Regions from separate parts of the Mus musculus genome. Here all the other regions are linked to region 3. The links are chromatin contacts, called in public HiChIP or PLAC-seq and promoter capture Hi-C maps. All regions are on one chromosome and are shown on one strand. The core of a region is the stretch at or near the end of the contact, and the rest is flanking DNA. Distances in the headings are between cores, read along the strand shown.

Region 1 (4,707 bases), core at 1,321-3,820, 470 kb after region 3:
GATTCTGTTTTGTATCCTCTCATGTGATAACTAATAACCATGAGCATACCCAGTGCATGCTCATTGTTTGTGGGCAAACGCTGACTTAGTAAGCACTAGACCAGGTTCCTAAGGGAACCATGTGACCTCTATGTCCAGATCTCATCATGCAAGTTACAGTATTTTGTCCCCAAAGCAACTCATTACAGTGCTTCTATTTTCTTTGTATTTCAAAAGAAAAACAAGGCATTTAGGTCTACCCACCCAAATCAACTTCACCTAAAAGCTCCCAATCACATCCAGAGATCATCTTCTAGATTCTGTGATTCTGGATCCTGCTAAGTTGGCAATGACTGTTAGTCATCACAAAACCTTGCAACAGGACCCAGGGCCAGAACCTCCAACCTTCGGGCATCTTTGGAGGAAAGAGGAAAGAAAAATGCAGCTCGTTGCCATGTCTGACCTTAGAACATGTCAGGAATGACTCAAATTCTGTGTCGCCTTACAATCACTCAAGATTGTAAAAGTGTCACCTACACAGACGTGGGGGCTACAAACTTGGGGAGGCTCCAACTCAGCTTTAGCCCTCCCTTCTTCCTACAAAGGCACTGAGGAAGAAAACCACTGTGCAGAGCGGCAGGAGCGGAGCTCAGGGAGACCTACTCTTTGCATCTGTGATGCTACTGGATCCTTTCTGCTTGCTGTGCTGTGCTGTGCTGTGCTGTGCTGTGCTGTGCTGTGCTGAGGTGCATTCTTTGGTTCAGCTGCTACAGTAGGAGGGACTGTGGCTGCCTCCTCCTTTTCAGAGATCAAGTAGGAACTGTGGGGAAGCCCATGGGAAAGGAAGGCCGATGAGTCACCTACCCGAGCTGTCCCAAGACATAAACCAACTATGGGCCCAGAAAGAAATGAAGAAGGCATAGTCTAGAAAAGGCAAAGTCCTTGTGGCTCAATGGTCTCAGCTCATCATCAAAACTAAAGCTAGCAGCAGCAAAGCCATGTGACAAGTACCACACCCATGCCAAGCAATCATTTCTGCATACTCAGCAGACTCACAGACACTGGCTCCTAGCTGTGCTGTAATAATAATAATAATAAAAGTATATTTCTCATCTTTACCCCCTAGTTCTTAGCAAGAACATCAAAAACCTTGGAATTCCCTGATAAGAGTAGTTTTTGTTATCTTTAAGAAATGCTTTTAGATTTGTGGCAAGGAGATGATTCCTAGGAGACCTTTAAGTAATTTGAGAGGAGGACTAGCTCTATGCATGATTAGAGCACTGAAAGTTTCAGGCCCAAGCTCACCTTCAGTGGTGGCGAAGGAGGCTGGTTGTACCATGGCCAATGATCAATCAAGTACTGAAGCCTCCACGAAAACCCACCAGCAAGGTCCTGACAGCTTTGAGGGCAGGGAACACATGGATGTGCTCTGAGCACGGCACACGTGGAAAGGGCATGGAGACTCTGCACCTCCTCCCCGACACCTTGCCACATTCACTACACTACTTGGCTCTTCCAGAGTGGCAACTACTACAATAAAACCCTATAAGCACGGCACCTTCCTGAGCTCTGTGAATGTTCTCATAAAGTACCCAATTCAGAAGAAGAGTCACGGGAATTTGTAGCCAAGCAGATAGAAGTGCCTAGGGACATCTAGGACTTAATAGCTGTATCTACACTGGGATGGTCTGGGGACACTGAGTCTATAGACCTGTGGAGCATCAGGAACTGCTGGATGCCCAGGGAGAGTCAGACAGTAGTTAGAATGACAGACTGTCTTTCCTGTTCCCCCATTCGTTCCTACTCTGTTAACAAGCCTCTGTCTATAGACAAAGACTGTCCACCCTCAAGTACCTAAAACTACGAATACAAGGAACAGGATTACCTTTCCTCATCTCCCTAATTGTATTACTTTAGGGAAATTCAGCCATGAAGGTAGCAGGTGATAAGGTGGGGTGCCACTCATAGGAAGCCAAGCAAACAACTTCCACGGACTCCAAATGAAACATCTGTTCTAGCAAAGCTTCCAGAGACCCAGCCACTTTGGTAAAATACTTTATATAGCTCCTGTTAATTCATAAAAACATGCCTTTGAGTTGTAGACAGTAGAGTTCAGCGTGTTGCCTCCTTCCTTCCAGAGAGCACAACCACGCTGCAGAGATGATCCTTTTTCTCTAAGAATGGCAGACACAGAGACACAGAGGAGAGCTATCAATGAACAAGTCCTTCAGAAGACTCACTTGTTCAAAGACGAGACCTGGGCTGTATGGACAAACCACAACGGAGGGAAACTCCAACTTGAAACAAACATGCACGCGTGCGCGCGCACACACACACACACACACACACACACATACACACACACACACACACACACACACACACACATAGCTATAGAGAGAAGCTCTTTCTTCCCAACTAGAGAGCACTGGAGACCCGCCAGGCTTGGAGTCAATGGCTACTGGCAGCCACAGAATGTTCTACACAGAGAGTGACTGTGAGGCAGGAATCAGGCCTGTGTGCAGAGTTCTCTATGGAGCAGCTGGGCCCAACTACCCTGAGCCCTGCCCTGTGTGGGCTGCAGCCTCCAGGGTTTACCCCCAGCTGCAACCCTTGGCCAGCTCTCTCTGGAGAGGAAGGACTGCTGTGAATGGAAGGCCCTTGGGAGCTGGTGTTCAGGCAAGGAAATGAGTCAGAGGCTCTGAGCTAGCTACAGGGTAATAAGAGGTCAATGAAGAAGCCATGTCACCCTAGGTGAAAGTTCCCAGCATTTTCCCCCTAGGTTAACGTTCTAATGCCATCACTTCTAGGGCCCTGACTCTGCTTGCGTGTTCTTCTTACTTAGCCCATGAGAAGCATGCCCGGGTAGAACCTAAGTACTTGTAGATTCATGGCACATTGTCCCAGGCAAGAAAGAAGCCCTCTGGGTAACCCGATCTGCCACCATTTAAAAAGCTGGCTATATGTGTCAACATGGTCCTCCATTCATAAACCTAAAGTGCTGATAAAACATTAGCAGAGGGCTGGTGAGATGGCTCAGCAGGTAAGAGCACCCGACTGTTCTTCCGAAGGTCAGGAGTTCAAATCCCAGCAACCACATGGTGGCTCACAACCATCCATAACGAGATCTGACTCTCTCTTCTGGAGTGTCTGAGGACAGCTACAGTGTACTTACATATAATAAATAAATAAACAAACAAATATTTTAAAAAAACATTAGTAGAGATGTAAGGAAAATCATAGCAGCAGAGATTGAGCTCATTACAAACTGCATGCCTAAAACAACCTTCCTTTCTCAGGAGACCAGAGACTGCAGCCAGAGATCAAGTTGTCATCACAAGACTGGCTTCTAAGGCCCTCTATGGTGTGTCTCCCTCGTGTCTTCCCAGGGTCCCCCTCCATATGTGTCTTGTTCCAGTTTCTTCACCTTACAAAGGACACTAGTCACACTGGATTAGGGCCCAGCCGACTGACCTCATTCTAACTTAATTACCCCTTTAAAAAGCTCTTTCCAAATACAGTTACATTCTTAGGGGTAGGCTGTCAGAACACCGACATGTGAATGGGGCAAGGCATAATTCAGCCCACAACAGCATGAAAGAAAAACTCTGAGATGAACAACCCAAAACTTGCCAAGAAAAAGCAGGAAGGATACAAGGAAGAGAAGAAAAATAAGTTAGTACCATTCAAAGGTTTTCAAAAGATCTCACAAGCAAAAAAAAAAAAACCACACTTCCGTGGAAAAAAAGCAACCATAAACATTAAAGCTTTTTAATGGTGAAAATCATAGCACCCCCCCAACACAGTGATGGTAGACACAGACAGACAGACAGACAGACAGACAGACACACACACACACACACCAATTAGAAGAGGCATGGATGACGATAAATCCACATAAAATGCTGGCCCAGATAAAGTGGGGCTTCTGTTGAAAACAGTATGAAAAATGAGGACTCTGAAGTGAAGCTGAAAATGTCTAAACTTGATTTATCCAGAGATACTTATTTGAAAGAAAAAGAAAAAAAAATACAAACTTAGGTATGCATGTTAAAAATGTTGTGGACCAAGGTGGGTGGTCTGAGTATCCCATTCTTGGGAGGGGACGGAAGAAATTAGTATTCCCATAAACCTGCCATTTCCTAACTTCTGGACTTATCTGGAAGGCCGGCTTCCATCTGCTCACAGGCATAGGAAGCCCAGCCTCATTCATGCCCGCCCCTGCATGGGTGTGTACACACTTGCCGCTGAGGTCCCTGTCCCCATCAGGCTGAGTTATCTCAGGACCAGGAGGCTTCTAGACACCACTGGCAAGGATTAGAATCCCTTGGTTGTTTCCAAACCCAGCTAAGAATTGAAGGACTGTTTTAGAAACTGTTTCACCTCACAGTTCTATATGTGAAATACAATTTACAGAAAGCCATTGATTTGAACAAGGGACCAATCCAACACAGTCGACTGCTCAAGCAAAGTGGATGTAAGAGAAAGCACAGGGCACAGGTGTTCAGTCACGGGGGCTGAGCTTCAGTCACTCTAAGCAGACACCTATCTCAAACAAGGCAAGCCACACAATAGCTCGGGCCTCACTCCTGTTCTCTATCCACAAAGGCTGCTTGTCCACGATATAGCCCAGTTCTTCAACCAGAATGCTCCGCCCCTGTCACAGAATCATTAATTAAAGCCACTTTAGATGCTGAGCTAAGACTGTTGTTATTCGTTTGTTGTTGT
Region 2 (4,923 bases), core at 85-2,584, 370 kb before region 3:
GTGATTGCCCCTGAGTAACCCTGGCCGGTTTTTCCTGTATGGTCTCCCAGCAAACCACAACTAGATAAAACCATTAAAGTCAAATATGGGGCTTTGAACAACCAGACCCTGGCCCCAGGAATACACCCGACTCTTTGATATTTTGTTATGAGATACCAGGTATGTTCCAGCCAGGATGAAGTCACTTTTGTCCCAGCCCACAAGTATACTCCTCTTTCTGACCCAGATTGCCAGCTATAGTTTTTACTGTCACTCAAGACTATACTTCCTTAGTAAGTTCTATAGTAAACCCCTCTCTCTGTAACCTTACATGTCTGCCTATCTGTCTGAGGTATCCTGTCCCCTTGAGGTCAGTTCACAGTTTAGGACTGGGTTTAAATAGGGCCATGTTTCCATCAGATCACTGAGAGCCACAAATATTTATAGACTAACTTCCAGTACTTGCTGGCCCCTCCTAGGCACCTATTAGAGACAAGTATGTACAAAACCTGCCTTCTCTGAGAATAAAGACACCCCTATGGGAAATGACTTCCCAGGGAAGCTTCTTGTTTTGTGTTGTTAACAACAGATAAGGCATTGTTATTTTGTTTTCCATAAGACGGACATTTGTAGACTAGACAGGAGCAGGCAATAACTTTAACGTGTTATCCGTGCCCACTTTTACTAATGGCTCCTGTTCTATTTGGTAAGACTAATGGGCACAGGAGAACGGCAGTCACTGTGGAGGCAAGAGACGTGGATGGCTTACGTGATCTGATAAAGACTTAGGGAATGGACCAGCCTTGGAAAGGCAGGAAGGGGACAATGCTGACAGCTCAAGGGACTCACTGGATCTTGGGATTTATATGGAGGTAGTTATACACATTATCCCATCTGAGCGGCAAACAGTGGCAGGAGTCAGCACTGGTGTTAGCTCCAATTCCTAAGAGGGAAAACGAGGTTCAAGGATGAAAAGTCTAAGCTCTCTGCCTTTAAGATTGTGTTCTCTTCTCTCTCTCTCTCTCTCTCTGGTTTGTTTTGGTTTTGAGCACTGGCCACAGAGCCCAGGGCCTTACCCAGGCTGGGCAAGTAGAGTACCACTGAGCCACACCCACGAACCCCTAATTTGAGCTCTTACTTGCTGTGTTATTGCACCGGCGTAGACATAAAAACATTGGCACCTGTTTGTCTCCTCCACTAAATTAGTTAGCCAGCGTTCATTCGTCCTTAGGGACAGAGGGGAGAAGTGGGTGAGAGGACCAGAAGCAGCCGTTCACACGCAGACAGCAGAGGTGGAGAGCCTTGAAGCTATGACTGGCATTTCTTACTCCCTTGCCCAAGCTCCCAGGTCTTGCTCAACTCCAGCTGAGTAACAAGGCTGGCAGGGTTGCCTCACTACTTGACAGCAGGCCCCAGCCTTCCTGGCTCAAACTCACTTCCTGTCCCAGAGTCTCTTTTGTCAGACATGATTGAGTCTCCTTCTTCCTGTTGACCTCTGCTTTTTCCCAGCTGGCCCCGGGTGGTCCCCACGTGCTGCTGTGAACCAGATCAGCTGAGGAGCCAGGACCAGGTGCCTTGCAACTTTGGGGGATTGGAGTGAGGGAGGGGAAGGAATGGGTGGGGGGCTTGGGCGTGGCCTGAGAGACACCAGAGTGGAGGCTTCTGGTGTCTGAGAACCCTTTCTGCCCATATGGTGGCCAGTTAGGATGAATGCCATTATGTCCCTGTGATAGGTGACACTAGGCATTTGCTATGGTGCCTTTTTTCTGAAAACACAGTTATCTTCCCTCATCTGGATCCTGATCACCTTGATTTGGTTTTTATTTCCTGGCCGCCTGCTAGTATTTCTTGGAGGGGCGGGGAGCTTTTTGGGTTCAGACAAGTTTATCTGGGCTGATGGAGAGACAATCAGGGTGAGGCAATGATGTCATGCCGGACTGAACAAGTGAGGGGCTTGTTTTGAAGTCTTGGCTGCTTCTAAATCGCTCAACTCCTGACGGGCCAGCGGCTTCTTTCGTTCTGTCTTCTTGCCTATGGATGGCGAAGTATTTTTATTTTATTTGAACTCGTCCAGAGCTTGTAGGACAATGGTTATGAAAGTGTTTCCTACACTGTAAGGAGGTTGTGTTTCTCAAGGCTTGGGGCTCTCTTTATTTCGTTTTCTAAATGGAACTAGACATACTTTTTCCATGATACTATCTTATTTGATAAAATACAAGCTATCCATGCAGAGACACTGACAATCTTTGTATAAGTATATCCTCAAATATGAGCACTTTGACCTACAAACATAGACATTTTATCTATTTTTATGTGTATGTCTGTGGGTGTGTATGTGCACACATCCATGGGTTCCCTTAGAGACTAGACACTTGAATCCCCTAGAACTGGAGTTAAAGACACTTGTGAGCCTCCATGTGGGTGCTGGGAAGCAAACCCAGCCCTCTGCAAGAACAGAAGTTCTCGTAACCATTGAGCCATCTCTCCAGCCCCCCCCCCCCCCCCAGTCAGTCCCCTTTGAGCCAGGGGCTCACATCTATTAGTCTTGGCTGGTATAGAATTTGCTATGCAGATCAGGTTGGCCTTGGGTCTGTCTTGATTTTCCTGCCTCTGCCTTCTGGGTGCTAGAATCACTGGTGTGTGCAGCCTCACCCGCTCCCAACAACCTCACCTGGCCTCAAAATACACATGCTTTTGAGACAGGCTATGATGTTGACCTTGAACCCTGACTCCTCCTGTGCACACCCATCCAGTGTGAGGATTACAGGCATGAGCCATCACACCCAGCTGACATACACACTTTCAATAAATTTTTTAATGTTGAATTCTACTTACCGTCCTGTAACTTCTTTGCATTTAATGTCTTTTGAGTCATCGTATGCTGATTCACAAATATCCACCCTGTCCTGGACTGCTGTACCATATCCCATGTGTGGATGTAGCATGCATGGCTTGGTAAAGTAAACTGATTTGTGGGTAGTGATAGGCTTTCAGTGTGAGTCTATAAAAGTAAGCTGTACTGCAGAAAACACCATTAAACATACAATCTTCACATACCAGCTCCGGCATTTCCTTAGAATGAATTCTTAGGAGATAGATTGTTGAGGCTGTGTGGTTGGAAGACCCATTGAAGAATTCTCGGTCCTGCTGCCTGGAGGAGGTTGTCAACATACTGAGGCTTCCCAGGGAGGAGGGTGAGACATCCTGGACTTGGAGGAGTCCTTTCTCCTCAGGCCCCCTTTCTCTTTATGGTGAAGTGACTTAGCTGCTCTTTCCAGTTCTTCTCTCCTTCTCCTGCTGGGCTGGGGTGAGGCAATGCTTTGGTTTGCCTACTCCCTGGACTGTGAGGTCTGCGTCTAAATGTTCTGTGAATGTACCACCTTCAACACATCGTCTTCTCTTTAGCCCATGCCATATGGTTGCTGAAGCAGATAGAACCTCTATCCCAGGAGCCTTTCTGGAGTTCAGAGGCACAGCACTCTTGCTTTGGCTAGCTTCTGGCCTTCAGGTTCCTCTGTCTGTTGCATGGCTACCACCCTTGCACATGCTTTTAGGCTTGTAATAGTATATGCGTGTGGACATCTTTTGTTTGTTTGTTTGTTTGGTTTTTCGAGAGTTTCTCTGTATAGCCCTGGCTGTCCTGGAACTCACTCTGTAGACCAGGCTGGCCTCGAACTCAGAAATCCACCTGCCTCTGCCTCCCGAGTGCTGGGATTAAAGGCATGAGCCACCATGCCCGGCACTTGTTTGTTTGTTTTATCAACGTATCTATGTATCCATGTCTGTCTGTATATTTTTATCTATCTATCTATCTATCTATCTATCTATCTATCTATCTATCTATCTATCTATCTGAGACAAGCCCTCTCTATGCGGCCCTGGCTATCTGCCCTGGAATTGTCTATGTAGACAAGGTTAGGCTTGAACTCACAGAGATCTGCCTGCCTCTGGCTCTCAAATGCCGAGACTAGAAGCATGTGCCACCACCAAGTAGACATCTCCCTGCCAGTGCTCTGCTGTGTTGTGCTGTGTTCTTTGTAACATGTGTTTTGTTGGGAGGAAGCGATGGTATGTGCACTCATCCTAGGATGGTAGCCAGGGTGGTTACAGCATGTTTTCACTTGGATTTGAGTTGAAGGGGAGCAATCTCTTCTTACAATGGATGTTATTACTTGTTTTAAAATTTGAGATTCCGATAAAAAAAAAAAGTGAGCTATAATTCCTATTTTAATTCAAGATTGGTTGATTGATTGATTGATTGATTGTGCTAGGGAAGGAACCAGAGTCTTTTTTTTCTTCTTTGAGACAGGGTCTCACTGTATACCTCTAGCTGCCCTAGCATTTGTTATATATAATCAGGCTGGCCGTGAGCTCATAGCAGTTTTTCTGCTCTGTTTCTTGAGTGCTGGGATTAAAGGTGTTTGCTACCAGGTCCAGCAAAACCCAGAGTCTTGCTCATACTAGACAAACAGTATACCTATAAGCTATAGCCCAGGCCTTACTTATTTCTCTGTTTATGAGACAGGGCCTCTCTTTGTATTGAGGCTTGGTTGGAACTGGCTCTGTTGTCCAGGCTGACCTTGAGCTTACAGAATCCTCTTGTCTTAGCCTCCCAAGAGCTCAAATTCTAGAGGTGAGGTAGCAGCCCAGTAGCATTTATTTTGATGTTGCAGACTGAATGCAGGGCTTCATAGGTGCAGGCATCCTACCAGTGAGCTAGAGTCCTACCCCTGTTTACTCAGTCTTTATAACTGAAGTCATAAGCATAATGACATAAACAGCAATTATACTAAGTACAAAGATTTATTTATTTATTTCATGTATGTGGGTATACTGTCACTATCTTCAGACACACCAGGGCATCAGGTCTTATTGCAGATGGTTGTGAGCCACCGTGTGGTTGCTGGGATTTGAACTCAGGACCTCTGGAAAAGCAGTCAGTGT
Region 3 (5,199 bases), core at 1-2,500:
ACTGAGCAACAGCCCCAGCCCTCCTCAGCTTTAAAGGAAACACCATTGCAGCCCTTGTCACATAGGATGGGCAGGAGAACTGTGCCTGGTAAGACATGAGACCTGCCCGGAGCTAAATCAATGAATGAGGATAGTCCCACACTGCATCTTTTGCCACACAAAGTCTCTAGGTCTCTGCTCCCTCATCCTCAATCATATATCTACTGACCTGCCTCTGAGATTTGCACTCTGGGCTCTCTCCTCCAGGGGTGCTCCAGGGCCAGCCTCACCTCTGCATATAAGCCCTCCCGATCTCTGAAGCTTCATCCTGATCTCACCTCACTTTCCCTATATCTGTCTCCAAGTCCCGGCTCACCAGCAATTTTTTGCCTTATATTACTGTATCAGACAACCAAGGCCTTGTCTCAGCCCCTGGAGCAGGAGGCCAACAACCTAAGAGCACAGATGCCCCTCCCTGTACCCCCTCCTGGTCTCTCTGTGAGAGTGTGAGTGCACGCACACACACACATACACACCACACCAGCCAGCCCTGACAGTCACTAAATACCCAGAAGAGAGATGGACAGATGACGTCTTGGAAGCAACATAGACAGGGATTCAGGATTCTCCCTGCTCGCTCATTTATTCTGTGACCTGCTGCGATTTACTTCCCTGCGCTGAGTCTTGGTCTATTCCTGACCCAAGATGGGCATTGAAGCACTTACCCACCCAACCTCTAGTTCCTGAAAGAATCACAGCTATACAGCATTGGCCTTACCCTATTATCGCTAACAGGCACAGAGTTCGAGGGGTAAAACAAGAAAGGTCTCCTCACAAGATCTTGGGTCCTCTCCTCATTGGAAAATAGGTTGAACAGAAATAGCTGGCAGGTGCTCTTACTGTCACAGCAGGACCAGCCTTCTGAGACGTGGGCTCCTTAGGGCTCTTCATCCACCAGCCGCTTCCATGTTGAACCTCATCTGGGTCCAGCCCTGTCTCTCCCAACTCCCTCCTCAGACACTCTGCCCCAGTCAGAACCTACCTTAGCTGGACCACAGTTGTCCACGTCCCCAGACCCTCCAGCCAATGAGCTCCTGAGGTCCTGTTCAGGAGGCCAGCAACCCCAAGGACCAGATGTCCCAAAGGAGCCAAAGAGAGCTTGTCGTCCTGACTGTCCACTCTAGAGATCTGCAGAAAAAGTTCTTCCTCACACAGCTAGTCCTGTCCCTCCCCTTCCTTCCCCTTCCCCTTCCTCATGGCCCACAAAGCCCCTCCCAGGCATATCCTGCTGAGGCTTTTTTTTTTTTTTCAAAGAAGTGGGTGTGGTCACTCACTGTCCCTGGGGGTTCCTTATTCTGGCCTAATGCAAGTGACCTGTCTGGAGGGATGAACATTTCCACAAGGGATGGATATGTCCACTCTCATGCTGATGAGGTTCTGAAGCAGAAATCTAGCCTTTCCAAAGGTCCAGGTACCCCACTTATGTCCCATCCTACGGTGGGCATGAGGGACCAGATGTCTGTTAACCTCCTGACATCTGACATGCACAGGCTGAACTATTTCACACCAAACCAGCATCTCTGTCACCTCAGAACAGAAACCCTGTGTCATCCCAGCATCTGTCCCCCACATTTGCATCTTAGACCACATCAAGTCTGCTCAGCACTGCCTCCCCAGCCTGTGGGCTCTGTCCTGAGCTGTGACAAAGCCTGTCCTTGAGCCACTTCCTTAATCTCACCCCTGAGTAGCTCCTCACTGCAGCCTCTCCGCACCCTAGTGAAGGTTCTTAACTACCCAGGCTGCCAGGTGTGGTGGTCCATGCCTTTGATCCAGATGCTTTGGAGGCAGAAGCAGAGGCAGGGGCAGAGGCAGAGGCAGAGGCAGAGGCAGAGGCAGAGGCAGAGGCAGAGGCAGAGGCAGAGGCAGAGGCAGAGGCAGAGGCAGAGGCAGAGGCAGAGGCAGAGGCAGAGGCAGAGGCAGAGGCAGAGGCAGAGGCAGAGGCAGAGGCAGAGGCAGAGGCAGAGGCAGAGGCAGATCTGTGAGTTCAAGGCCAGCCTTGTCTACATATCCAGATCCAGACCAGCCAGGGCTGCATATTGCTAGCCTGTCTCTAAACAGACAAACAAAAACCATCGAGGCCATGGGACTCTCCTTCCAATGTTTTTCTTGGGTCATCTCTCTTCTCGGGGAAGAATAGGAAACAGGGCAAAGGGGCAAGAGGAAAAGCTGGGCAGGAATGTCAAGAAGGGACCAGTGGTCAGTGGTGGCAAATGTCAAGGCTAGGGAAGGACAGTTTGGGCACTGAGAGGAAGCTCCACCTCCTTGGCCTCCTCTCATTCCACCTCCCTCTTCCCCTCCTCCTCTATCTCAGACTTGAAATAAAAAACACAGGAACATCTCCAACACACTTTTTAGGCCTCTTTTAAAAAGTCACAGACTCTATGGTCACATCCTATTGGTAAATTGGCTCTGGAGAGTGTCAGGCAGATCAATAGTGATACTGTCTTTGAAGCACCTAGATCCAGTCATGCCTAAAACCCTGTTGCCTAATCTACTTCTAGTCAGCTCATCTATGTGATCCAAATTTCCCTGCCTTTTAAAGATTAAAGTTTTGATTTTTTTTTTTTTAATGTGGGCTTCTATCGCTTGCAGCTTTGGAAGTACTGGTTTTTATTTGTTTGACATCCTTGTAAGGCCCTCACTAGGTTCTAGTCTTGCCTTCATTTTTTAAGAGAAAGCCTTTAGAAAAACACAGTCCAGGGATGAGTGTCATTTCTTCTCTGGCTCTGCCTCCCTCCCCCTACTTTTTTTCCAGACTCTCCCACATACCCGGGGTTAATTCTCTCTAGCGTCTCTTCCCTCTTCGCTGGTGTTCTGAGGCCATTGCCTGCCTGCCCGACCCGCCTTCTCCTGCCCAGTAAGTTTTGGGATAGTAATGGTCCTCAGATTTTAGTCACCACATCCATGTGAAGAGAAAGATTGGCTCCTTCAGTAAAGCAAGTGGAAAGTGAGCACACGAGTGACAGACGTGGGGGTGGGGGGAGTGGTGGAAATGAATAAACCCAGTGTGTAATAGCTGAGAGCATGAACCCGTGCAGCCTCCACGGGCAGCCCCGCTTATCAGTCTCGGCCTAATTGAATCGGAAATCACAAGCTGGCCTCTGCTCTTGTGGCCGCACCGCTCTTATCAGCAGCGTTTCTGCAGCTGGTGTGGGTGTGGTAACCATATAGCGGGGCAGCCCGGTGACTGACTGAGGACAGTCCCAGACCCATCCCTTCCACGGAGGACTAGGAGGGAAGGAGGCGGTGATGAGAAAGATCTGTCCCCACACCTGTGCCTTTGCACAGCCCCGCCCATCTTCAGGTAGGGTGTAGACACAGACCGGCTGTCTAGCCCCACCCACCTCCCCTGGACCTACAATAATTCTCCAGCAACAGCACAGAGGGTCCCAGGGCGGTTCATGACAACAAAGGTACTCTCAGGGGACTGTTCAAGTGTATACACACACACACACACACACACACACACACACACACACACTCCTGCTAACACACCTCTGGCTGTCTTTGGGCCTCAGTCATCTACACCCTGAGGTGTTGGAGAGCTTGGTTGTGAAGGCCCCCCAGCTTCTCAGCTCTCCAGAGGAGCCCAGTTCCAGCCTGAGACCTCTGTTCTCTGACCATCTAAGCCCCTTCCCTCAGGGGTGTGGATGGATGGGGTAGGGCTGCCCTGAGCCACCCACACCCTGTCCTCTACCCTTCCAAAGGCATCAGGGGGACTAGGTTAAGCCAGCTTCTGAGTCATCATGTGGGAATTGAACTCAGGTCATCAGGTTTAGCTGCAAGCGCCTTCACCCACTAAGCCGTCTAACTGGATTATGCATAAACTTTTAACAAGTTCTCTTAATGCCTATGCGTGTCTGCGTATCAGCATGTACACGTGAGTCCAGGTGCCCACTGAGGCCCGAAGCTACACTCACGCTTCCTTCCCGGCCACCATCCCCTGAGCTCAGGCAGCCCAGACTTGCTTGGAGCAGGACAAACCATCTCTACCAAAGCTTCCCTCCTTTGGCTCCTCCCCCAGCCTGCTCCCATCATTCCTGAGGGGGAACAGAGTATCCCTTCCATCAGGAGACCGGAGCTCTCCTCTTCAATTCCATCACAACGAAGACAGCCTCAGATACAACCGTGAATTTTGCTTTTCTGGGCCTCAGTTTACCCCACCACTTGTGATGTATTGAGATGGCTTTGTTAAGTATGGCGCTTTTGGAGGCCATTATCTGGCCTTGAGGGACCATAAGTATATTCTTCAACCCTTCTGTGTCTCAGTTTCCCTACCTGTAGAATGGGTATAACAATGCCAACCTCACAGGGTCAGAAGAGGCACACAGAAGCTAACAGGAACACGAGGGTCGAGAACACCTGACCAGTGCAGAGTTAAGTGTGGTTGAGGTGGGTTTAACCCAGCTGGCATTCACTGAAGCAGCTGTGGCCACAACTACCTTTCCAGGGGCTATTCAGAGCCTCAAGTGTGCCTGCAGGTAGAACACGGAAGAAACTTCCTGTGCCTCAGGCAGGAGGCAGAGGATGGTTTGTGCCTGGAGAGGCAGCTTTCTGTACTTGGACTTTACTGAAAGAGGTGAAGAGAGAGATTCAGAAATGGGGGGGGGGCGGGAGGGGGGAGCAGATCTACCCACATCCCCCCCCCCACACACACACACACGCATAAACACATAGAAACAGGAAGTTCTCTTCCCAAGGATCTGCGTATCTTCCAGTCCACAGGGTTTCTCTGTCGCTGTGGTAAAACCCTGGCTAAGACCCAGCTTGGTGGGAGGAGTTTATTTCACCACATGACTCCCAGGTCCCAGCCCATCACTGAGGGAAGACCAGGTAAGCCACTCACTGGCTCACTACCCATGGTCACTTAGCTTCAGCCTGGCCAGTGGTGGCAACAGAGCAGGATCACCTGCTCAGGGGTGGCACCCGCTCACAGTGGGACGGGCCTCTCATGTCACCCATTCATCAAGACAATACTGCAGACATGCCCACAGGACAGTCTGCTGAAGAAAATCCCCCAGTTGATGTTCCCTCCTCCAAATGACTCTAGTTTGTATCACATTGACAAAAACCTAACCAGTGCCTGGCATTTCCTGTATGCCTGGGCGGAACCCCCCATCCCCACCCCCTTCTCTCTCAACTCTGAGCAAGCAGGGGAGT
Region 4 (4,996 bases), core at 928-3,427, 510 kb before region 3:
TTTTGTCGTTATAGTTCCTTTTCCATTTGGTAAAATCTAGTCATTTTACCTTGGGACAAAACCTCCCCCTCCCCCCACCCTGTTTTTAAAATTTTATTCATTTTGTTTCTTGTTTTAGAGTGGGGCTTCATGTAGTCCAGGTTTACCTTATGCTATGTAGCCAAAAATGACCTTGAATTTCTGATCCTCATGCCTCTACTTCCCAAGTGTGATTACAGGAGTGAAGCACCATGCTTTGGCAACATTTTATCACATAAAAATTCTTCCTAATTAAAAAAAAAAAAAAAAAAGCCAGGCAGCCACGGCTACACAGAGAAAACCTGTCTTGAAAAAAAATAATAATAGGGGCTGGAGAGGTGGCTCAGCAGTTCGGAGCACTGACTGCTCTTCCAGAGGTCCTGAGTTCAAATCCCAGCAACCACATGGTGGCTCACAATCACCTGAAATGAGATCTGTCTGAATATATGAAGTAAATAAATAATAATAAAATAAATAATAAAATAATAATACATAAAATAATAATAAATAACTAAATAATAATAAAATAAATAATAAAATAATAATACATAAAATAATAATAAATAACTAAATAATAATAATAAATAAAAAATAGAGCTGGAGAGATGGCTCAGTGATTCAGAGCACTGACTACTATCCCGAAGGTCCTGAGTTCAAATCCCAGCAAGTACAAGGTGGCTCACAACCACGGGTAATGAGATCTGACACCCTCTTCTGGAGTGTGTGCAGACACCTACAGTGTACTAACATATAATAAATAAATAAGTAAATCTTTAAAATACATATATGTATATGCACACATACTCTCATATCCATATATGCCACATATAGTCTCATAGCCTTTCTATGTATATAGAGATGAAGTCTTTACTTTCAGAAGACAGAGCAATATAAATAAATTTACCAGCTTAATAAAGAAAGGAGCTGCTGGAGAGATGGCTCAGCTGTTAAGAGCACTGACTGCTCTTCCAGAGGTCCTGAGTTCAATTCCCAGCACTCACATGGTGGCTCACAATCGTCTGTTATGAGATTTGATGCTCTCTTCTGGTGTGTCTGAAGAGAACAACACTGTACTCACATAAAATAAATAAATCTTGAATAAATAAAAGGAACCTAAATTTCATTTCCAAAATCTATTTAAACATTGTCTCTTGTTTCTTGCTGTTGCAGGTCTTAGGCTGGCTGTATTGTATTGCATAGGGTCTTTTAAAAGGCTGTTTTGTGAAGGGGGCAGTGGTTGCCCAGGCCTGTAATCCCAGTCTTGAGTCTCGGTGAGTTGGAGGCCATCCTGGTCTACAGGGCTAGTTCTGGGGCAGCCAAAGCTACACAAAGAATTTTCTTTCTTTTGTTTGTTTTGTTTTAAAAAGGGTTTTGGGGTACTTTGCCTAGATTTTACATTAGTCTGAGAATCTCAGACTGTTACATTCTATTAAGGTCAAAGTAACAGAAGTTCTAAATTAAATGACCTTGGAAAACCAATTTATCTTGCATAAACAAAGAAGGCAGAAGGGAGAAAAATACAGAGAGCCAAAACAGTTTTACACGTTAACTTTTTAAATGTAATTTAGGCTAGTGTACTGGATGGTTTTGTGTGTCAACTTGACAACAAGTTAAGAGTCACCTCCAGCCGTAAGGCACTTTCAGTGATCAATAAAATAACATTTTCTCAAGTGATATTTCAAATTCGAGGCGTCTTCTCTTTTTTGAATTTTGTTTTGTCTTTTTTTTTTTTTTAAGATTTATTTATTGTTATATGTAAGTACACTGTAGCTGTCTTCAGACACACCAGAAGAGGGCATCAGATCTCATTGCGGATGGTTGTGAGCCACCATGTGGTTGCTTGAACTCAGGACCTTTGGAAGAGCAGTCAGTGCTCTTACCTGCTGAGCCCTCACCAGCCCCTGTTTTGTCTTTTTGACAGAGGGTTTCTCTGTACATCCTTGGCTGGCCTCGAACTTGCTATGTGGACCAGACTAGTCTAGAATTCAAAGATACTCCTGTCTGCTCTGGCCTCCCAGTGCTGGGATTACAGGCTTGGACTTCTAAAAGAGATTCAGGTTTGTCACTCAAACAGCCCCAACCCACCGCGGGGAGCCTTGGCACCGCCCACAGCCGGCCCGCGCGAATCGCTTCTCCGGCGGTGGCGCTCTCTGATGACGTACAACGAGCGCGCGCCAAGGACTCGTGGGTCTCTGGCGCAAACTGGCGGGCTTCAGGTGAGTACAACCTACGCGTCCTTCCCTGAGTTCGCTTCCTGATGCGGTTCCATTGCTCACACATTCAAACCGAATCCAGGCCGCGTCGTTTTCCCCATTAGGGCGGGTTGGGTCCATCTGGATCCACATGCCTTGGGTAGAGCATCTGTTGGAGCGCGTGTTCTGCAGGCACTCGGTGTAGGTGGACGACCAGACTGAAATAGCCTCATCTCATGGTCTCATTCATCCATCCCTGAAATAGCCTCATCTCATGGTCTCATTCATCCATCCATTCATTCATTCATTCATTCATCCAACCATTCATTCATCAGAAAAATGTGAAGACCACCTGCTTTGTATCAGGCACCATACTAGTCGTTGGGAATACAGTGCCGAAATAAAACCCGGTTCCGATATTTCTGAAACTTACATTTCGCTGGGAATGATAGACGAAATAACTGCAGAGGGCTGCAGATGTAGCTCAGGGTCCTGGGTTCGAGTCTTACAACCTCATAAATCAGGTGTTGTGAAGAACACGAGAAATTACAGCACTCGAGGTTTTGGGAGTAGAAGGACTAGAAATTACCCTCAGTTATATAGCTATTTAGAGGTCAGCCTGAGCTAAATGAGACCCTGGGTGTTTCTCTGTGTAACCCTGGATGTCCTGGCCAGCCTTTAACTCAGAGAGATTCACCTGCCTCTGCCTCCTGGGATTAAAGGCATGTGCCACCTTTGCTTTTTTTTTTTTTTTAAAGGAGGACTGTATGGAGGCAGGGAACTGAGGTGTGATGGGAATAAAGGGTCTGTTCATTTAACAACTCGTGTGGTTGGTTGGTTGATTTTGTTTTTTTGAAACGGTCTCATTTTACAGCCCTGATTGACTTGCAACTCTATGTAAATCCTGAAATCCTGAGATTCACCTTCCTTTGCTGGGATTCAGAGCCCGTACCACCATGCCTAGCAGAGGCAAGTGTTTATTCATTAAGCCACCTCACCAGTGTAGAAGTCATGGTCTTTTCACTGTCTGTGGCAAATAGGATGTGGTTGTGCAGTAGTGGAATCAGACCATTGAAGAATTCGGTGCAATTGGGTGTGGTGATGCATGCCCCTAGGTAGGCTCCACATTAGAAGGCAGTGGCAAGAAGACTGATTTCCAGACCAGCCTGGGCTATATGATAACCTGACCTTTTCCTCATAAAACAACAGCAACAGAGAAAACAATACGCTGATCAGTCCAAATGAATGATAGTGGTGCCGTGGACTCAGGAGGTGATAGACCTGAAAAGGCAAGAGATTTAATGTATGTGTGGAAGTAGAGTTGTTATATGGAGAGTGATTATATGGAGAGATTGAGGGAAAAGAGTAGTTAAGGTTGGCGTCAGTCTTACTTTTTCTAGTTCTGTGGATTGAACGTCAGGCCTTGCACGTGCTAGGCAAGTGCTTTGTCACTGAATCCTATGCCTGTGCAAACAGTTGCAACTGTTTGGATGGAGTAGTGTTCCCTATAATAGAGAAGAGCAGAGGCATAGCCAATCTGCCTGACTGGGGGCACCAGCCATACTACAGTTACTGCCTACCTTCCAGCTCCCTTCCCATGAACTCTTCCTCTCAAAAGAACAAAAAGGGAAGAAGAAAGAGAAGTCTCTCAATAAGTCTAGGCTGTGGGGGCTGGAGAGATGGTTCAGTGGTTAAGAGCACTGACTGCTCTTCCAGAAGTCCTGAGTTCAATTCCCAGCAACCACATGGTGGCTCACAGCCATCTGTAATGAGATCAGATACCTTCTTCTGGGGTGTCTGAAGACAGCTACAGTGTACTCACATAAAAAATATATAAATACATCTTTAAAAAAAATAATAAGTCTTGGCTGGTCTCAAACTCACTGTGTAGCTGGGAATGGCATTGAGCTTAGGATCCCCCTGCCTCCACGTTCCATGTTCTGGGATTACAGGCATATGTGCCACTTTGCCCAGTTTATATGGTCCTGGGAATCAAACCAGCCCGGGGCTTCATGGATACTGGACAAATATTTTGCGTTAAATATTCAGCCCTTGTTGGCTATATTTATGACACCCTTATATGTAGGTGGGATGGTATTTAAATATACCAATCTGGAGTTTTAGAGATTCACTGTTGGGAAAAGTTATAGAATATTTTTGGCAAACATTAGTTTGAATGCTATCAAATTATTTTAAATTAACAGATGAATGTGGCGATTTCATTGGTTGGTTTTACTACGTAGACTTTAAAGCACAGGACTAGCTGAAACCACTTACTACAAAGGGAGAGAAATAAGGACAGAACCCTGGATACCTAACAGTTAGAAGCTGGGTAAGCTCGGATGACTCGGGATCAGCCAGGGAAAGACCTTCAGGAGGATGATGGTGTGCTTAGAGCCACGAGAGGAGGGTGAAGACGTAGAAAATTAATTGAATCTCGTGCTGCTGAGAGGGCTTATAAGAACAGTTAAGTAGCCTCTGGATTGACAGCTGCACAATACTGGTCTTGGATGGGATACCAAAAGAATTCAGTTTTGTTTTAAAAGTTTTTTATCAGGCCCATCACCTTAGCACACTAAGTATTCGCCTGTATCTGAGCTTCCCAAACACTTGAAGACAGAGAACAATCTGTGAAAGTTAGCTTTCTTCTTTCCATTAAGTGGGTTCTGGGAATCAAACTCAGATCACTAAGTTTGGTGGCAAGTGTCTACCTGCTGAACCATCCCACTGGCCTGTGGAGTAATTTGTGTGTGTGTGTGTGTGTGTGTGTGTGTGTGTGTGTGTGT
Region 5 (4,624 bases), core at 226-2,725, 400 kb before region 3:
CTCAAATCCAGGACCTGTATATACAAGGTAAGCACTATGTGAACAGTGAGCTAAATCCCCAACCTTTTCATCTTCACAGACTGGAAACAAACCAGGCCAATCACCTATAGCAAAGAAAGGCTTTCTAAATAACAGACAAATCAAGACTGTTGCCATCCTATAGCTGTTTTCAACCCATGTCGATCCTCCCAAAGAAGTGTTTCATTTTATTAAGTATTCTTAAAAAGTGTTAAGATGTGCCAGTCTCGAAGTGCACACCCTTTATCCTAGGGCTCTATCTTATCTCTTTTCCAGGTCAGCCAAGGGCTACCTACACAAAGAAACCCACCCTGCGTTCTTTTAAAGACTTCCAGAACTTACCAATCACTAGCTATAAATTACAGCTACAGATAATCTCTCCCCAATAGAGCTAATAGAACCCCACACAAAGACATTAGCAAACCGCTGAGGCAGGACCAAAAAGCACACTGCTTTCCAGTTCTTTTGATGCAAAGCAACCCTTTCATACATCAAATGCAGGTTTTCTCACCCCCCCCCGCGCCCCCCAAATAATCGTAAAATTCCATTCAGCTTCGCCTCGCCAAGCAAGGACACATACCTGAACTTCGTCATCCTTCCGAATGGGCATAGACCGAACGTTATACTTCTGTCTCAGCTCTTTGGAAAGAGGGGAAGACATGATCTTCCTCCGAATGTGAGAGGGCGCATTGAAATGCCGTTTGCGGTTCTTGCTTCGGTCAGAAGTCACGAAGGGATTGAACTTCATTTTGGCTTAAAAACAAACAAAAAAAACAAAAACAAAAACCAGAAGACCCTTTAACGTTTCAAGTCTCAACCAGTTCCCTAAACAGCATCAACTCCACTCTGAAAGCACACAACGTTCACTGGAAGGTATCATGCTCGGTTACTCCAGACCTTCCCATCTGAGGGTTTTTTCGTCTTTAAAGACTGAAAACAAGATGAAGACTCTGCCATTAGTAACACCTATCCTACTTTTAAACTTGACTTTCCAACTTCAGCATCCCGGGAGGGTCCTACACAGCGTCGGTCTTTACCTTCTCATTTACCGCTTCTGGTGCTCTGCATTTTGCCCCCCACTTGAGCATGGAAGCAAGGGCGGATCTCCAAGCCCTCCCAACTGGCGAGAGGGCAACCGCACGGCTGACCCGGGGCTTATGATTATTTAACTCCATCTCCATGGGCCCCGCCGGCCTTCGAGTCCACGAACCTGGTCCCCTTAACCCTCTCCAGCCCCGCGGGCCCTGGCTAGGAAAGACACGGACCGAGCCCGCCCCAGTTCGGCTCCCTGGCTGATGCCGGGCCAGCAAGGCCGTCTCGGGGCCTCGGGACAGAAAAGCCTCCTCGCCTCGCCGCGGATGGCTGCGGATTACCAGCGACAACCCGCCGAGAACTCACCGGCTGCGATCCACCGATGGCCGCAAAAGGAAAGAGAACTACACGCGACTTCCGGTTCTGTAAGTTGCCGCGAGATCTCGCGAGAGTCTCGGAGCGAAAGGGGAGAGGAGGTTGGGAGAAAAGAAGAAACTAGGAATGGGAGTTTAGCGACATCTAGCGGCTCGGAGGGGGACTGCGAGGGGTCCTGACGTCATCCCTCGGAGGTGTGCGTGGTAGGCTTAGTCCTCTGGGGAAGGCAGTGCTCCTGGGATGAAGAGGGTTGCTTAGGGACGGTAGGCCGGCGTGAGAGGACCTGGGGGACCTCACCCTTTCATTCCTGGGCTCCGGGCGAAGCGCAAGACCTACTTTTAGGCGCCGAGTGGCTCTGGGACCTTGGCCAGACGGTTACCTCGGTGACTTGACCCATAGGAGTTAGTTCTTATAATTAGCCCCAGCCGGCCGCCCCCACATCTGGGTAGACTACTCTGGGTCCTTCTGCGAAATTGAGACCATCCCTCACCTGGACGGAAATAGGTCTTGGCCCCCTGATGATGCCAAGTTGCCGGTTCAAATCACACTTAAACAAACAGACCCGAGGCCAGATCCCCCGGAGCTCCCGGGGACTGGACCACCAACAAAAGATTACAGGCTCCGGTCACAAACGGGGCAGAGGATGACCTTGTTGGACATTAGTGAGAGGGGCGGCCCTTGGGCCTGAGGGTGTTCCATGCCCCAGTGTAGGGGAATGCCAGGGCGGGAAGACGGGAGTGGGTGGATGGGTGGGGGAGGTAAGGACAGAGGGGATGGGATAGGGGAGTTCCGAAGGGGAGACCTGGAAAGGGGAAAACATTTGAAATGTAAATAAAGAAAATATCCAATTTAAAAAAAAAAAAAAGGAAAAGCCGGCATTGGTGGCGCCTGCCTTTAATCTCAGTACTTGGGAGGCGAGGCAGGCGGATATCTGAGTTCGAGGCCAGCCTGGTCTACAGAGTGAGTTCCAGGACAGCCAAGGCTACACAGAGAAACCCTGTCTCGAAAAACTGAAAACATGAAAAGAGAAAAAGAACGGAAGAAAGAAAGAACGGAAGAAAGAAAGAAAGAAAGAAAGAAAGAGAGAAAGAGAGAAAGAGAGAAAGAGAGAGAGAGAGAGAAAGAAAGAGAGAAAGAGAGAAAGAGAGAGAGAGAGAAAGAAAGAAAGAAAGAAAGAAAGGAAGAAAGAAAAGAAAGAGACACGGGGTGGGGGGACACTCTCATCGCAGACAGGTGTACCCTTTAAAACTATGACCTCAACCCCCTCCTGAGAGTTCTCGGTTCCAGATCTGATGGAGGTAGGTCAAGGGGATCCGATTCTCTGCAAATGGGTTCGGAGGCATCGGTTTCTGTAGATAATATAGCCGTCATGCTAACAGGAGGCACATACTGTCTTAAGATACAGGGAGCTTACGGAACACTAGGCAGGACACACTCTTCTATACCCTTTCACATCACTAACGTCTTTAGGCTGATGCAGGTGTACTGTCCTCAGTTTACAGAGTGGATAACTGAGGTACGGAGCAGTGACAGGAAGGTGCAAAGGGACACAGGACCTATGACTTCTAGAGAAGTTTAGAACCTATGAGGCTGGCTCTCCGGGTCCCCCTAGAAACGATATGACTCGATATCAGAGCTACACAGAGAAATCCTGTCTTGGGAAACTCGATATGACAGTTCCTACAAACTGTCAAGTTGAAGAGCGAGAAATCATACCTTTGAGGGTTCAAAATAGAGTCATCAGTATTCATGATTTTAAAATAGTGTGTTGTCAAATATTCTGTAAGAGAAAGAGCCCCAATTTTATATGTCACTGAAAAATTGAAAGCTGGGTTTGCTGGTGCACACCTTTAATTCCAACGTTTGGGAGGCAGAGGAAGGGGGGTGGTCTCTGAGTTTGAGGCCAGTCTGGTCTACAGAGTGAGTTTCAGGACAGTCGGGGCTACACAGAGAAACCCTGTCTTGAAAAACAAGAACAAAACCAAGACAAAAAAAGAAAGAAAGAAAAGATAAAGAAAAGGAAAAATTGAATAAAACCTGCAGCAGTTCTATTCAATAAATGCTTGTGGTGTGTCCTTCATAAGCTAGCCTAGAATACCGGGGTGACAAAATAATTCCCGGTTTGTGCTTGCAGGAAGTCATGGTCCAAGAGGGGAGACAGGCACGGGAAGCAGCAATTTGGGATCACAGGAAGCTTGAACCCGCTGTCTTTAGCTTTGGGGTCAGGGAGGTGTGTGCAGTGAGGTAGGTCACCCTTGGGTGAGGTTTGAAGAATGTTACACTTAGCTCCTCGAGGCAGTGGGGTAGCTTGAGGACAGGCAAGTGGCATTTTCCGGGAACTAAGTTCTGTGCCATTTAGAGGGAAGCCCAGAGGTCACAGGGCGATAGGAGCTGCCCATGCCTCCTGCCCTCTGTGCTTTTCTTCCTCCTTTCAGACTCATCAGCTTACTTTCAGGGAAAGCATTTTTAGTTTCCTTAACAATCTCCCCTCCACCAGGACCCCCCTCATTCTCTGGGGACACCCTGCCCTGACTAGCGCCGCCTTGGTTCCCCCATCAGCAGATTCTGACTCATCAGAATGAAGCCTTTAGGTCAGGGTTGGGACAGCACAGCCACTTCATACAGCGATAAGATTGTTAAATTACAGTGATACAAATTGCCTGTAGTCTAGTTATGGTCTGCTTATCTCGCCAGTGTCTGTTGGATGTCTGGCTCACGCCCTTCCTCTCTGCCTTCTAACCTGACCGAAAGAGACCCTTTATTTATTTTAGTTTCCCAAGACAGGATTTCTCTGTGTAGCTCTGTCTGTCCTAGAACTCACTCTATAGACCAGGCTGGCCCACAGAGCTCTGCCTGCCTCTGCCTCCCAAGAGCTGGGTTCAAAGGTGTGCGCCACCACCTGGCTGAAAGGGATCCCTGTCAGAGCATTCTGAAGCAGGTCTTGGTAAAGCTAAGCTGCATCAAAGCAGGGATTCCTCTCCACTCCCAATTTCACATTTAATTGAACTATACATGTATAGGTGTGCATGATACAAGCTTTAATTTACTTTTTATGTAGTGCTTATCTTATATGTAGGGCTCACTGCTAAATTCCATGCCCAGTTCTGTAAGTTCCTCCTCTGAAGGAGCACTTTGCCCAGAAAGAGGAGACACGAGGCAACAAAGAAACAGAATAGAATATACCCAGGAAGATGGGATG

Evidence for each region. Promoter capture Hi-C pulls out the DNA fragments that hold promoters and counts their contacts. HiChIP or PLAC-seq counts read pairs in DNA pulled down with a chosen protein or histone mark.
Region 1: a promoter capture Hi-C map of the SN4741 cell line shows a contact between it and region 3, with 2.7 times the contacts expected there. The contact joins the enhancer-like site here to the promoter of Pik3r6 in region 3. A contact is called at or near these places in 11 of 39 promoter capture datasets (the 3T3-L1 cell line, the C10 cell line, the SN4741 cell line and 5 more).
Region 2: an H3K27ac HiChIP or PLAC-seq map of microglia shows a contact between it and region 3, with 5 times the contacts expected there. The contact joins the enhancer-like site here to the promoter of Pik3r6 in region 3. A contact is called at or near these places in 4 of 39 promoter capture datasets (the 3T3-L1 cell line, the C10 cell line, cranial neural crest and 1 more), 3 of 484 Hi-C or Micro-C datasets (cerebellum, uterus and ventral hippocampal neurons), 4 of 115 datasets of contacts at active chromatin or transcription factors (bone marrow-derived macrophages, cardiomyocytes and microglia) and 1 of 9 other capture datasets (pancreatic islet).
Region 4: a contact with region 3 is called in an H3K4me3 HiChIP or PLAC-seq map of bone marrow-derived macrophages, with 3 times the contacts expected there. The contact joins the promoter of Pfas here to the promoter of Pik3r6 in region 3. A contact is called at or near these places in 3 of 39 promoter capture datasets (cranial neural crest, maxillary cranial neural crest and second pharyngeal arch cranial neural crest), 1 of 115 datasets of contacts at active chromatin or transcription factors (bone marrow-derived macrophages) and 1 of 9 other capture datasets (liver).
Region 5: a contact with region 3 is called in an H3K4me3 HiChIP or PLAC-seq map of neural tube, with 4 times the contacts expected there. The contact joins the promoter of Rpl26 here to the promoter of Pik3r6 in region 3. A contact is called at or near these places in 4 of 39 promoter capture datasets (the C10 cell line, cranial neural crest and second pharyngeal arch cranial neural crest) and 1 of 115 datasets of contacts at active chromatin or transcription factors (neural tube).

The regions. Positions count from the first base shown.
Region 1 is chr11:68,028,789-68,033,495 of GRCm38.p6, reverse strand. The region is part of intron 6 of Stx8 (syntaxin 8); the gene reads right to left. Among named protein-coding and RNA genes, the nearest start is that of Stx8, 65 kb to the right of the region's middle. Within about 2 kb of position 2,570, at least 106 of the 459 cell types and tissues checked have an H3K27ac peak or open chromatin away from gene starts, as enhancers often do. A contact at or near this core is called in the SN4741 cell line, pre-B cells and trophoblast stem cells, where this site is marked.
Region 2 is chr11:68,868,407-68,873,329 of GRCm38.p6, reverse strand. No RefSeq gene overlaps it. Among named protein-coding and RNA genes, the nearest start is that of Rnf222, 18 kb to the left of the region's middle. Within about 2 kb of position 1,334, at least 138 of the 459 cell types and tissues checked have an H3K27ac peak or open chromatin away from gene starts, as enhancers often do. A contact at or near this core is called in bone marrow-derived macrophages, microglia and uterus, where this site is marked.
Region 3 is chr11:68,499,070-68,504,268 of GRCm38.p6, reverse strand. Pik3r6 (phosphoinositide-3-kinase regulatory subunit 5) reads right to left here and starts at 1,250. Exons shown (of 20, transcript NM_001081566.2): 1 at 1,022-1,250.
Region 4 is chr11:69,005,641-69,010,636 of GRCm38.p6, reverse strand. It overlaps Pfas (phosphoribosylformylglycinamidine synthase (FGAR amidotransferase)), which reads left to right and starts at 2,177. Exons shown (of 28, transcript NM_001159519.1): 1 at 2,177-2,234.
Region 5 is chr11:68,898,417-68,903,040 of GRCm38.p6, reverse strand. It overlaps Rpl26 (ribosomal protein L26), which reads right to left and starts at 1,475. Exons shown (of 4, transcript NM_009080.2): 1 at 1,417-1,475; 2 at 599-771. The coding sequence starts at 766.